Regions from separate parts of the Rattus norvegicus genome. Here region 1 is linked to region 2. The links are chromatin contacts, called in public HiChIP or PLAC-seq maps. All regions are on one chromosome and are shown on one strand. The core of a region is the stretch at or near the end of the contact, and the rest is flanking DNA. Distances in the headings are between cores, read along the strand shown. Region 1 overlaps Pde4b (phosphodiesterase 4B). Region 2 overlaps Pde4b (phosphodiesterase 4B).

Region 1 (7,778 bases), core at 3,544-6,043, 270 kb before region 2:
GCATGTATATATGCAAACCATACATGTGTATGGTGCCCACAGAGGCCAGAAGAGGGTGTTAGATCCCCTAGAACCAGAGCTTCAGATAATTGTGAACAACCATATGGGTACTGGCAACTTAGCCTAGGACCTCTGCGAGAACGGCAAGTGCTGTTAATGGCTGAGCCAGTTCTCCGACTCCTAGACTAGAGTACTTCCAATAAAAGTTGTTGGCAGAGGGACTCTGCAAAATATTTTCCTACTGCCAACTTTAAAACATTCCTTACCTTTTTACAAGAAGGTGAATCTTTTGGGGTTTCTTTTTAACAGAGGACAAGAACCTAGTGGACTTTTCCAGACTGGAGATTCTAGGGAGTTACTGATACTTTCATAACATACAGCATCAAAAAATGATTGAGTGTGTGCCCAGAAACCTTTTAAGGCATGGCTTCCAGCAACCAATTTTATTTGGGTTCAGAAACTTAAGCGAACAGGCAATACAAAACCTTTGTCATTCTTTAAATTAAAAAGCAGTTATCTGCAAGTAGTATCAGCCAATCAAAACTATTGTCTGTCCAAGGAGCCAGTCGGTGGGTAAGTATGATGATGAAGTTTCACAGAAGGGACACAGGTATGTGGCTGGATGACCCCTTAGCTAAATGTCACTGAGCAAAGGCCAATGAATGAGGCTGGTAAGCAACCACCATTTGTGTTCCAGCCCAAGACCTCCTACATCCCTAAATTCAAGTATGATTTGCAAAAGGTGGTAAGGTTTCCATTCCATAAACGATTTAACAGTTCAGGAAATAAACCCAGTGGAACTTTTCAGATAACAGACATGAGCACTGTGCTTGAGATTTTTGGTTTGTTTTCTTTTTGCACCATGGGAACCCTAGGCAATATTCCTCAAGTTCTTAAGATGGATGTCTTTGTCACTTGTCCAGTTTCTCCCCTTCCTCCCTTGGGATGGCCACAGTTGCTGCTGCTGCTTCAGTAGGGTCAAGGGTGAGGTGAACCCAGAGGGGAACCGGAAGAGGTTTACTTACTGTTCGCTGGGAAGTGAGGAGTTCCTTGACATCGCTTTTGGTGACAAGTCATAGTCGCTGTCGGATCTGTAGAGAAAAGACTCTCTGCGTTGGCTGTGCCCAGGGAAGGCGGCATGAAGTACCAGTCCTGAAGAAGAGCTGGCTTGAGGGTCCAGTGGGCTCCGACCTGGAGAAGGGCCATTTTCCACATCAAAGCTTCAAAGGAAAGCGGGAAAGTCTGGTCAGTTAAGAACTGCAGAGGACAGTTCACAGATACGGAGAACTTACAGGTGGCAGGCACTGCGTGCCAGGCTCACCCCGCAAAGCTTTGCGGAGAGTTTTAGTCTGTAGCACAGGTCTTGGTTGCAAGGCTTCCTGTTTTGTCCATAGAAAGGCAAGTTCCACAAACTCCACTCATTACCCAGGTTTACTAACCTGGTCGTAAAATAGTAACCCAGAATTTGGACCCAAGGGCAAAGCTTATGACTTCTCCAGAGCCTGACCAAATGTCACAGAAGCAGAAGATAAATAAATAAAGTTGTTGATAACGAGCAACTCCAGAGGGCGGAATCCAGCACAGCTCTAGGTGTCAGACAAAAATATCATGGGAAGGCGTCTTCCTAGCTGGGAGACTTCTTCCTTACATAAATAACAGCCTCATTAAAGAATCCAATTTGCATATTTCTGAATGTTTTGGGAACAAAGTGTTACCCTGAAAACACTGGCTGTCTGATTAGAGAGGCCCAGCCTGATATTTAATATTCATATGTAAATTTAGCCACATAAATGACTTAATTAATCTGATAACACCAAATTACTGTCCCAGGCTGCTGAGCTGGGGCTCTGGAGAAGAATACCATCATAGGCTGTCACAGCACAGGGCCAGGGAGAGTCTGATCACTGTCCCTTCCCTGGGGAAGGTACCTTCAGGCCCTGTGCTATTTTAGAAGCTTGGCATCTTGAACATCAGCAGGAGCCATTTGGGTTTTGCCCCTTGTTTCTGCCCCAGCCTGTTATCACCTTAGAGCGGCATGTCCTTCCCAAGTTTGCTTTAACCATAAGCATTTGTTTCTTTCTGCATGCACAGCTCCACGTAGCTTTGAATGGACAGAGACCACCTTCCCCAGTTTCTCTCACTCACTGCTCCGCTGTTGACCTTTTGCTGAGAGACTGTGGAAGAGGTGGGGAATGTGGGTGGTCTTTTATCCAGTTCAGCTTCCTTTATGCTTACCTAGCTGCCACAGTCCTCTCAGAAATCCTAATCTGGTGTGTGTGTGTGTGTGTGTGTGTGTGTGTGTGTGTGTGTGTGTGTGTTTTACTTTTGCTTAAATTTCTTAAATTTACAAGGTGCTTTCTGGTATATTATTTCATTAAGCCCCACACACTCTGCAAGCTATATAATCTGATTCCATTATATCGAAGGTAAATAAGACAAAGAAAAACAAACATCAGTATCGTGTTTAAGGAAACATGCTAGATCACTGGTTTCCCTGTACTCACTGAGATGGAGGTGATACATCCTAAGACCCTCAGCAGATGTCTGAGGAAACATAGCAGCCGTTCCATGCATACTGTGTTTTTCTGTATAGACACACTGGGGATACAATTTGTAAATCAGCCACAGCAAGAGATTCACTTCAACTATGACCAAGACAATTCTAAACTATACTGTAGAAATGGAGACATAGCCCTGTGGATATAAATAGTGCGAAAACACAGAGATCAGACTCTGCAGCCGAAGCGCCTCTGTGAAGAAGTAGGTGCAGGGTCACAGCTGTAATTCCAGCACTGGCAGTACGGGAGTGAGTCCTGAAAGCTCACTGGCCAGCTAGTCTACGCACGTCAGTGAAGCCCAGGTTTGCTGACAGACCCTGTGCCAAGACCTCCGTCCTACACAAGCATGTGTACACATGTGTTTACAGGAATACACACAAACACAAACACACACACACACACACACACACACACACGAATTTGTGGTAAATGCTATTTAAAACTCATGAACTATTTATTTCTAGACTTTTCCATTTCATAGTCTTGAGCCATCTTTGATGATGGGCAACTGAAAACATACAACGACCACTGATGAGGGAGAGCTAATCCGGTTGCAAGCTGGAACACCGGAAGGCCTGTTTTCCCACTCCATGTCTTTACAGCTATTCTCAACCTCAGTTCAAAACGGCGTGCTGGATAACGGAAGGCCACTTCTTTTCTAACAACACTTGTAATTGGTATGTGAGAGTCAGTCTATGAGCACCCTTGAATGATTCTCCAGGGACCCAACGTGCCATCTTGAGTAAGCCAGAAGGAGGCAGCAGACTGCCTTAACTCTAGCTTCCCGTGGAACCAGAAGGAGGAGAATTTTGATCAAAGCTGCTTTCAGACTCCATACGAAGTCTGACAGGAAGCAGTACACGGGGATTCCTGGGCGAAGGGCCAAGCAGGTGCTGCAGCCACCTACTACGTACCAGGGCTTCCGAGACTCCACAGATGAACCTTCTCAGAAGTGGTCTGGGATGGGCTCCTTCCCAAAGCTGCAGGCAAGTATGAAATCCTTTGAACTCACTTTCTTGCCAGCCTGCCTGGCTTGTACTGCACAACAAGTGGAAAGACAGTGAAGCACATTCAAACTTGCCTTGGGTGAGATCTCTACTAGCTGTTGAGACACCGAACGGTTACTTAGTAAAGAGGATTCTTTGTGACCCTCAAATCCTGTAGAACCTGTAAGTCCTGATTTTGTCTGTGAACTTTTCATCATATATATATATATATGATATATAGATATGGATATATAGGATATATAGATGTAGATATATGATATATAGATATAGATATACATATATGATATATATATATATAGATATGGACATATAATATTTATCTGTATATGTATGGGTATTTGCCTGTTCATATGTCTTGCATTACATATGTGTCCCTTTCCCTGAAGGCCAGAAGAAAGCGGAGTTACAGAGGGTTGAAAGCTACCATGTGGGTGCTGGGAATCAAACCTGGGACCTCTGAAAGGGTAGCTGGCACTCTTAACCACTGTCTCATCTCTCCAGCCTTCAGAACTCTTCTTAATGGCAAAGAAGGCAGGTTCTTAAAAGGTGAAACCAGGATCAGCCAAAGTCTATGAGTGGAGTGAACTTCTAAATTCCACGTGTAACTGTATTATTATTTTTCATCTAGGGGTACATCTTCATAGCCTTTTGATACTAAACCAGCAGAATACTTTTAAGAGTGGCTATTCAGAAGCTCTAGTATAGGCAAGACCAAAGGGTTAGTGTTTGGGATGCCAAGCAGTCTCTAGCTTGAGCATTTTGGTCAGTGCTCGCGTGATACCACTATTACGACTATCAATGCTCTCCGTACCTATACCAGTATCTGGCCAAGTACACGGACTCTTAGAACTTTTTCCATGAGGTTTCTAGTAGGGCTCGTCGTCTTCATGCTGTCAGCATTCCTGCTGTGCAGCAGCTAAGCCATGAAACAGTAGCAGGAGAAAGTGAGGCTGGGGGAGGGGTGCCCTGTCACACTTACTAAGCACATGTGCTAGACGAGCTGACACTAGATTCCTCCCCCCACATACTCTTTCCTCTTTCGTTTTCTTTTCTTCTTTTTCTTTACCCTGTAACCCTGTAGCCTAAACTCAAAAGAGAGCTTGCTGGAGTTCAGAAGAAGCCGGGAAGAGGTCTCAGTTGCTGAGAAGCAGTCTCAGTGAGACAAACGGCCTTTCACATGCCCCAGGGCACTGTCTCAAAGCAACCAGCGCAGATGTACAGCTTCGCAACAAAAGTGAATCACCAACCAGACACCAGCCCCAGTCACAGAAAAATTAGTGCGCAGACGTCACAATACATCCCACAGATCAAAGGAGTAAGGGGAGCAGTGTTGGTCCAGAGAAAGACTAAAGGAGGCCTTAACAAGTGAAATGAATATATCATACAAACCGGAAGACAATCAGGAAGCCCACAATGGGAGAAAAAAAACACATAAATAGGGTTATCATTTATTTAGGGCATTTTCTGTCTCTGCCTTAATGAGGGCACACATTTCATCTTTAGGTTTCCTTACACCCAAACATTACATAAGCAGTACAAGAAAGCTCTGTGAAACATAGGGGAGGAAGAAAATGGCCATTGCTGGCCGTTTAGTATTTTGTATGTGTGTACTACCTGTATGTGGGTGAGTGGGTGGGTGAGTAGTGCGCGTGTGCGTGCATGTGTGTGTGTGTGTGTGTGTGTGTGTGTGTGTGTGTGTTAGGGGAAGATGTAACCACCTATCCATGCAGCAGTACAGAAGCCAGAGGTCAATGGTAGATGTCTTTCTCAGCTGTTCTCTACCTACCAGGGAATCTGTTGGCGTGGCTAGACTTCCGGATGGTGACTGTCAGGGCTCTGCCTGTCTCTGTTGCTCCTCTATTCCAACAATGCAGTTACAGACACATACTGCTCCTTCGCCTAGGTTTTACATTGGTTCTGAGGCTCCAAACTCAGGTTCGTATCCCACCATGGCGAGCATTCTACTAGCTGAGCCCAGCCCCCATCTAAACATTTTTCATATTGATCTGACTATTGATTTCTTTTTAAGGTTCTGTGGCTTCTAGAACTACAACTTTCCGTGTACCCCTTAATTGTTCATTCAGCAGCTATTTTGTGGTTTTCAGAACCATTCTCTTACATTTGGTGACTGTAGTACTGTTGCTGGTGTAATTAAGGTTGCAGAGACTGACCGTTCATGAAGCTACGTTGGCATTTCAGGTGAGTTTGGAGGAGGCAGCTCATACTTTTATGGTTTTGTGAGTAGCCATATGCTTGTATGGGAGAGGTTGTCCCTGTCCAACACATGGACGGGTTAAAGACACCTTTCTTCTAGGACAAGAGACCCATCCTGGAAGTCTTGCTCAGCCATCTCCAGTGCTTTGTATACCCTCTATTCGGTTGGGTCTGCTTCTCCTGGCCCTGTTGTCATCCCTCTACACAACCAAGGGATATTTGTCTAATATCTACTGCTTTGACAGCTTTTTCCCCCTGCTTTGTCGTGGGAGATCTCATCTCCTCGGGCAGTGGTGGCAAATGAGGCTATGCATGAGAAGTGACATTCCTGGAACTGGCAGCCTTTCCCACTGCTGCCTCCAGTACAAGGCTCCCTGCTAATATCATCTTGGATCACCCTTTCCAGTGATCCTCTCTGACCCTACAGTGTCAAACTGATGCCCACCCCTCCTCTGTGCTCCCTCACAATTCTTTATATAGAACACTTGCTTTTGATATTGCCAGAAGATCAATTCCAGACACCTCCATCCCATTCCAAACTCTACAGATGTGGGTGCTTAGGTCTCTTTTATGAAATGACTTAGTATTGGCATACAATTTCTACACCTCGTCCCGTGTAACCCCACTCATTGTGGGGCTTAATATAGAATGCAATGCAAATTTTAGATACACAGCTAATACACTCTATTCTTTAAGGCATGGTAAGAAAATAAAATCTATACATGTGTGTTCCAGATACATATTTCCCCAACTATTTTCTAGTCACGATTGACTGCATCCTCAAATGCATGGATATGTTGGACTAACTATATCATGAGAGTACTTGCAGGTCTCTGTTTAACTCTCCATTTATTTAAGTGCTTCCCAATGCATTGCCATAGTCAAGAGAGGAAACGTTACCTGGTTTTGTGTCCCAGATATTTGGGTCAGAATCTTGCAAACAACAGATCCTTTAGAAAAGGTTGCCTGAGGCAATTAAAGGATACTGCAATGTGCTGAAGAATGTTTCTCCTGGCCTCTTTCTCCTTCTCACTCCCTACCCTTACCTCTATCATCTTCCGCATCTACAACTGTTGTTTCCTTTAAATGGATCTTTGAAGAATGTGACTTTACTTGATCAGTCTTACCCGGTAATGAGGTAATGATGTAAGAATAAAATCTGAAAGGAATACAATTGTGTTTTCCCTGAACCAAGCCTGCGTCATGCCAGCAGCTTCAAGGGCCCCTTCTCATCTCTCCGCTTTGTGATAAAAGCGGGGTCATCAGCTGCCTCACACCTCTGAAGGTGGCTCCTCTCAGCCCTCGGAATCTTTGCTAAACCAGCTCCAGGCTGGTGACAGGAAGGAGCCAGCAGGTGGCAGAAGGCACCACTGTTTCTCAGGGTTTTCTGGCCTCCAATTTAAGCAAGGTTTGAAGGGAGATGAGAAGTCCACTTCCTGAGCCCGGAAGGAAAAATGAGAGATAAAGAACAGAAGCGCAAGGTGTGCATGAAGCCTTTGATTAAACCAAGAGCAGCTCTGCCTTCAGGAATTCAAGCTGAACCGGGAGGTCACAGAATGGCCTTGCCATTGTCCCTAGGGTGGTGCTTTCCTGACTCCCAATTACCTGCACAAGCCCGATGTCTGTAATGAAGAGTCATAAAGCAGAGTCCTAAGGGATAGGCCATTTCTGAATCGGAAACGTCTTTTCAGCCCAGACATTCTCTAGCTGAGTTCCTTTGACTGACTCTAACAAATCTTCCCAGTGGAAAGACAAACTCTATGAAAAAAAGATTTAAACTCCTGGGTCAGCAGAGCGGCTACTACCCTGGGGACTGAGCTCCGCTTTTCCTTTTGCTGTCTTTTTTTAAACGACTCACCGTGCATCATCTGCATCATTTAATCCTCACAGTTTGCTAGGCTTATTCTTTGTGACCTATTTGAAGGAGGGAAAGAATGAAGGCTCTAAAGTGTAAAACTTCATTTGAAGTGACCTCTTTTTTATTATACGGTTATATAAC
Region 2 (6,789 bases), core at 4,059-6,558:
ATCTTTTCAGCAATGTTATAGAAATGCAATCATATTCAACCCTTGAGACCAGTTTCCCATGCTTGGCATGGAGTCTTCAAAATGGAGCCATCATTTATGAATAGTCCATTCACTTTTACTTCCTAATAGAATACCATTGCCTCAATGCACCATACTCCATTTACTTTGTCTGTGATAGATATTTGGTCTGTGTTTGGTCGCTCTGTTTCTAAAAAACACATGCAGGCCCAGATTCAATATGAATATTGCATTTGATGCTGTGTGGTGAACGCACAGCGTATTCAGAGTGGGAATCTTTGGTCATATGGAAGTGTATATTGATATAACAAAATGTCAATCTGTTTGGCAGAATGAATCTATCACTTTTTGCTCCCGTGGGCTATGCATGAGCCTTCCAGTTGCTCCACATGTTCATCAGCACTTCCTGCCAGTATGCACTTGATTTAGTGACTCTAGCAGATGTACACTTGTCTAAATACTTCAGCGTTCACGTATCTCTAACAGCTACCCCCTATCCCTATCTCTTGTGCTTACCTATTACCTGTGGGACCTCTAGTGTTAAGTGCTGAAGAAATCTCCTTGTTTTCAAATTAGCTTGAGTCTTTCTTTCGAAATATGATTTTTTTCTCTGCAATTTGACCCCTAGATCTCTATGTAGAGCTGCCATTTATCTTTTACATATTCTGTTCCAGAACTTCGAGTGTTTTTCCTCTGTTTAAAATTTTTCATTTAAAATATTTTGATCCTATTCTTTTCTTTCAACTCTCACATTCTCCCTACTTCACTACCAATGTAATTTCATTCATGGTTCTTACAAAAACAAAAACCCTCAAAACTTAAAACAACCAAGCAAGCAAAATAAGACAAAAAGGAATGCTAAACAGCAACAAATCCATTTAGTTTGCTTTGTGTTGATCAACTGCTCTTGGGTGTAGAGCCTGCCCTGCAGTGTGGCTGACACAGCCAGTATCATTCCAATGGAGAAAATTTAAAAAAAAAAGAAGAAAGAAAGAAAGAAAGACAGGAAGGAAGGAAGAAAGAAAGAAAGAAAGAAAGAAAGAAAGAAGGAAAGAAAAACAAAAACAAAAAAACAATAGAAATTTTGCCTCAACACAGTAAAAGGAAAGAATCAACTCCTAAAAATTGTTCTTGGACCTCCGCATGTACACTGAAACACACATACATGCAAACACAAATGTTTGCATACATACAAAAAACAAAAATAATAAAAATACGTTTTAAATCACACACACACACACACACACACACACACACACACACACACACACACACACACACACAGGCTATCTACCAGCAATGGGCATGTAGTACATAGTTGCTTACTAGGGCAACCATAAAGAATACAAAAGATAGCATGCACCACTTTCACAGGTAAAAGTATTCTGTCTCTGCTGCTGAGTGAGGTGTCATAAAGCTCCATTCATGAGCTCCCAAAGGAACATGACCTATCTGGTGGTCTGAATAGGAATGGCCCCCATGAACGTATGTGTTTGAATGCTTGGCCTATAAGAAGAGGCACTATTTGAAGGTGTGGCCTTGTTGGAGTAGATGTGGCCTTGTTGAAGGCCTTGTGTCACTATAGAGGCAAGTGTTAAGGTTATATATGATCAAACTATGCTCCATGTGATATACGTCTCTCCTTGTTGTCTTCAGATTAAGATGTAGAACTCTCAGCTCCATCTCTAACACCATGTCACCCTGAAGGCTGCCATCCTTCCCACCATGATGATAATATACTAAAACTCTGAAACTGTAAGCCAGCCCTAATTAAATATTTTCCGGTATGAGAGTTGTCATGGTCATGTTGTCTTTTCACAGCAATAAAACCCAAAATAGGACAACCTACTTGTCATCCCTGCATACTTGTGATTATAATTTAATTACAACATTTCTGCCATCCCTTTCCTCCCTCTAAGCCCTCACATATACCCCGCCCCTCCCTCCTTCAGATTCATGATTACATGCAATCTTTAGCAAACTTAACCAACAGAAGTTTGTTCTTTTACAGTTCTGGAAGTCAAAAGTCAAATACAGGTGTTAAAGGGTTGGTTCCTTCTGTAGATTTTGAGGAAATAATGTGTTTTAGGACACTTTGATTTACAGATTCTCCAATTGTCTCTTCCTATTGTCCTTCTTCTATGCATTTCTACTGCCAAATGACCTATTGTTATAAGGACATCAGTCACATTAGATTAAGACCAACTATTGTGTCTTCATTTTGATTTTATAATCTCTGTGAAGACATTTCCTCTAAAGCCGGCCACTTTGAAAGTTAGGGTATGGTCTTATTTTTAACATATTCTAACAAATTATCACAGAATATTCACTAGGTAGTAGATATAAGCACTAAAACTCAGGTAATTTAAACAGCATAGAAAAGTGATTTGGGATTACAGGTTTAGAGATATTCATTGGCTGTTAATCATGAGACCCATTGTTTCGAACTTGCAGGGACACATCAGAGCAGGAATATGTACTGGAAAATATCATTTACCTTGTGATTAGACAATAGAAGAAAGGTGAAGCAATCTGGGTCCTCCCAGTCTCCTTTGAGACTGACCTGGGAACCTCTCACTAAGTTCTTTTCAAAAAGTCACCTCCTCCAAGCAGCATCATGCTAGGAACCAACTTTTACTTATATGGAATTTAGGGGATACTTAAGATCCACGTTTTGACAGACTACAACACACGAATCTGAGGAATAAGTGCTTCAAGATATAACAATCTGTTCTCTGATCTCCGTCTCATTGGCAAACTATATTCAACTCATGCCAACTTTTCCACATCTAACCATTCCAGCATTAGCCTCAGTCTGAAATCAAACCTCATTTAAATAATCCAAATAAGTTATGCATGGAACTTGGAAGAAAGTAGCTCTTTGTCTATGAATTATAAAAGCAGTTATCTATTTTCCAGATACAATGACGAGACGGTTATAAAAATGATAATCCTTTTTCCAAAGCGAGATCCTGGCGGGGGGCGGAGGGAAGCTCATCGATTGCAAATAAGTTCAAAACAAACAGTGCAAATTCCATCAGCTTTTAAGACTGGACTATTCTCTTTCATTTTTTTTTTTTTGTTAACTCAATGTGTTGCTTTCTGGACAGACTAGGGTGTAATAGAGGCGCCTGGACTCTGAGTAGTCACAGACCTTGTGTTCCCAGCCTTGTGCTCCCTGAGAAGCATGGAAAGCAGCAACAGAACTGGTTGGTGAGCCCCCATCTGGCTCACTCTTCTATTTTATAAAAGATCGTGTATATCTGATGCCAGATGTTTCTGTTCTTCTCGCTTCGGCCTAGAGAATACAAGAAGCTTGGCTGTCTCCATTTTATACCAGCCTTTCTCCTCAGTAGAGGTGAGAAGGGTTTCTGCTAATAGGAAATTCACAAAAGTCTCCACTGCTTTGCAGTTAGCATTGGTCAAGCCACGAGACAGAGGGTACCCCACAGGGCAGTTGTGTATAACTGCATCCTGATTCCTGGCTTTTCCTGATAGTAGGTCAGATCCAGGGTGCAGATATCCTTGGAGTCTCATTTCTGTTTTTCTTTACAGGACATGTCTTACTGTTCTTTGTTGCTGCTGCTGCTGCTGCTGCTGCTGCTGCTGCTGCTGCTGCTGCTGCTGCTGCTGCTGCTGTTGCTGCTGCTTTTAAATGATACAGATAGGAGCTAAGTTTCTAAGCTTTCAAGTTGTGAATATTTTTTCCTTTAACAATTTCCTCTTTCATTTTTCTCTCTCCTTTCACATTTCACTATAAACAGCATGGAAAAACTTGGATACACTTCCAACGTTTTGTTTAGAAATCTCAGCTAAATACCAAGTTCATCCTTCACAAATTATATTTTCCATGAAGAAAACGTGGAGCATAATTATGCCAAGTTCTTTGCCACTTCATAATAAGGATTATCTTTCCCGTGGTTTCCAATAATGTGTTTCTCATTTCCATCTGAAAACTTGTCTTCGGCGCTGTTGGTCTCCCTGTCTCTTCCTGGCAGTATGATCTTTGTGTACTAAGCACTTCAGATCCAGTCACGTTACAAAGCTATCTCCACAACAATCTAAGGTACTGGTTCCAGCATGACCCAGCTGGTTCCCGTAGAACCATAAGCTAAACAACCGAGCATCCTAGACACAGGCTAGATACCTAAAAACCAGGGTCAGCAAGATTGGCACTTTCTGGAGTTTACATGGAAAGGATACGTCCAGGCACTTTCCAAAATGTGAGACAGGAGAGGCAGAAGCCAAAAGAGAGGCAGTTGAAATAACAAATCCTTAATCAAGGTTGATTATACTTCCATAGCATCACACTTAACTTCATAACTCTGAAGCCTCTAACGTGTTTTATAGACTAAGAAACCAAGAGACTAAAAGGAGAAACAAATTACCCAAGGGCACTCTGTTGATAAAACTTAGAACCATGCTAGAGTAGTTAGAAACTCATCCTTTAACCGATGACAATTTATTACAAAGGAAAAACAAAAGGGAAATATGGATATACTCTACATAAAAAAATCTAACATACAGTATAAAAGTAACTCATTCTAATCATTTCATAATCTGAAATTAGGACACTAAATACATCCGTAATGTCATATTTCAGGGTACTACCAAGCGATATAAATGTGACAAAAATACTTTCCATGGCTGAAGCTAGGGGTCCTCAGTGAAGCGCCTGCTTGGATTGAGCAATGCCCTGCATTCAATCCTAGGGCTGGGAAGCATAGGTGTGTCCATGCAGCAAACTGGTTACTCTTATAAGTTCATTCAAAAGACCATTTGGTTTAAGTGTTTGTGTCACTCATGGAAGAGAGCTATGGGAATGACCTGCCTCAGCCTGTTTCCATCTGCTGTGCATAACTAGAACTTACTTGGCCTTCATGTGTTATTAAAGATCTAGAAATTATTCCTTTGTAATCCTTTCTCTCCTGTTGTAGCATTAGACGTATGAATAATATTCTTTGACTCTATTTCTACCCTGATTTATCCTCTAAAAGACACCCCTAATGTGGATGTTGGAAATGTGTGTTAGACATTGCTTTGTCTTGATCACGATGGTCACAAACAGTGCTGTTGGTTTGAAATCTAAACTGACTCTACAAGCCCTAGTTGGGATGGGGAAGTGCTTTCTATGCGCTCCATTAGCTGTAGCCAGGGATTTCATCTTGTCTTAGACTCAGGGAACTAATTATTAACCTTCCCACTCCACTTTAATCACTGCACGTTTATTTCTCATTCCTTGAATGCAGTTGTGGTTTTCAGAAGAGGAATGTAAGATGCTCAAATCCACCACCAAAGAAATACACAGGGCTTCTCTACTTTCTCCTGCCTAGTTTCACCTACCACCATTTTTGGGTTCAGTCTCCAGATTTCCTAACACGCATTGGGGTTTCTTTGTGTGGCATCCATTAAGAGACAAGGGCACAGCCTGCCACACAAAGCTGCCAAAGAAATGTCATCTTTATCAAACGTGAACAAACCCAGAATAGAGCATATTCAAAGAGGAAAGTAAAAAAAAACACCGGCCCCTCCCCCTTTATAAAGAGTGATTTATATTCCTAGTTACAGCCTCTGATTACAGTTGTAGATTCCAGCAGATTCTTTACAGCTAAGAAAATGTGTCTCTTAAGGCAGAGATCCAAATTTCTGAATCGTGACAGCAACAGCTGAACACTAAAGATAGACAGTCAAAACACCGTTTTCTGTACATTTTCAGTTGTTAAAAAGCAGTTACAGTACATTATGTCTGAGATATATTGTTTTAACCCTGTGAGGCTCTGCTAGCTGAATATTTATGATGAAAAATACTGTTATTTTATGCTTTCATTGGCTAGATAAGGTTCTAAAAGTAGTCTTGGCTTTTCATTTTTGGTGTGACATTTTCAAATGGAGTGTGTGTGTGTGTGTGTGTGTGTGTGTGTGTGTGTGTGTGTGTGTGTGTGATGTATACGTAATCATTAAGGGTAGGCTCTCATTTTAAATAAATGAGACCCCATTTTCAATACACAAGTCCCCTCAAATGGCACTCCCAATCCCTGCCTTGCCAGAACTTTCTCTAGATATTTCTGAGGTTCCTTTTCTTAGTTCCTTCAGGAATCTTCTCAAGTCTTACCCTCAGAGCCTGTATCAATCTCCTTACATGAACCAGCACTTTTGCCCTCCTTCCCACTCTCTGAGATCTGTTCTAACATTTCCTACCACTCTTGGGATTACCACTGCTAGCACACATATCCTGTGAGGACAGAAATTTTCACTGTTTTGCTTGCCACATTGACCCCAGTCCCTGTAGCAGTACTGGCCATATGGTAGGTATTCAATAAACGTCTGTTTAATAAAGAAAATCACATAGATGAACTGCAAAAGTATTCACTCTGGGCTCCCATGAAGCACCATCTGCCCCATTGTCAGTCGCTTCAACTGACTACTTAGGCAATTTTATTTTTATACACATTGAGAAGAGATGCTGAAAGACACCATCAGTAGGACCAGCTACAGGCAGGAGCCTTGACATAAATTCATAACTCCTTAAGGCTCTTGAGCCATCATGGCCGAGGTTCCATTGAATCCTGATTCTCTATAAACAGAGATATAGCACACTTCTCTGTTCCTTAGTGCGAATGCTTCTTGTGAGATGGAAGACAGAGCAAATGTGAACTTGTAACCTTCCCAGTAGAGTAGCTGCACCACCACCCAGCAGGCTTTGCTTTCAGATGGCACAATGGTAACACTGTGTGCTGAGCAGTGATTCACTGAGAAACTGGAGCTCCGCCA

Evidence for each region. HiChIP or PLAC-seq counts read pairs in DNA pulled down with a chosen protein or histone mark.
Region 1: an H3K27ac HiChIP or PLAC-seq map of oligodendrocytes shows a contact between it and region 2, with 6 times the contacts expected there. The contact joins two enhancer-like sites. A contact is called at or near these places in 1 of 12 Hi-C or Micro-C datasets (hepatocytes) and 1 of 1 datasets of contacts at active chromatin or transcription factors (oligodendrocytes).

What each region holds. Positions count from the first base shown.
Region 1 is chr5:122,472,711-122,480,488 of GRCr8, reverse strand. It overlaps Pde4b (phosphodiesterase 4B), which reads right to left. Exons shown (of 17, transcript NM_001398935.1): 4 at 1,026-1,220. Among named protein-coding and RNA genes, the nearest start is that of Sgip1, 290 kb to the left of the region's middle. Within about 2 kb of position 4,793, at least 28 of the 93 cell types and tissues checked have an H3K27ac peak or open chromatin away from gene starts, as enhancers often do.
Region 2 is chr5:122,203,455-122,210,243 of GRCr8, reverse strand. The region is part of intron 3 of Pde4b (phosphodiesterase 4B); the gene reads right to left. Among named protein-coding and RNA genes, the nearest start is that of Pde4b, 180 kb to the right of the region's middle. Within about 2 kb of position 5,308, at least 46 of the 93 cell types and tissues checked have an H3K27ac peak or open chromatin away from gene starts, as enhancers often do.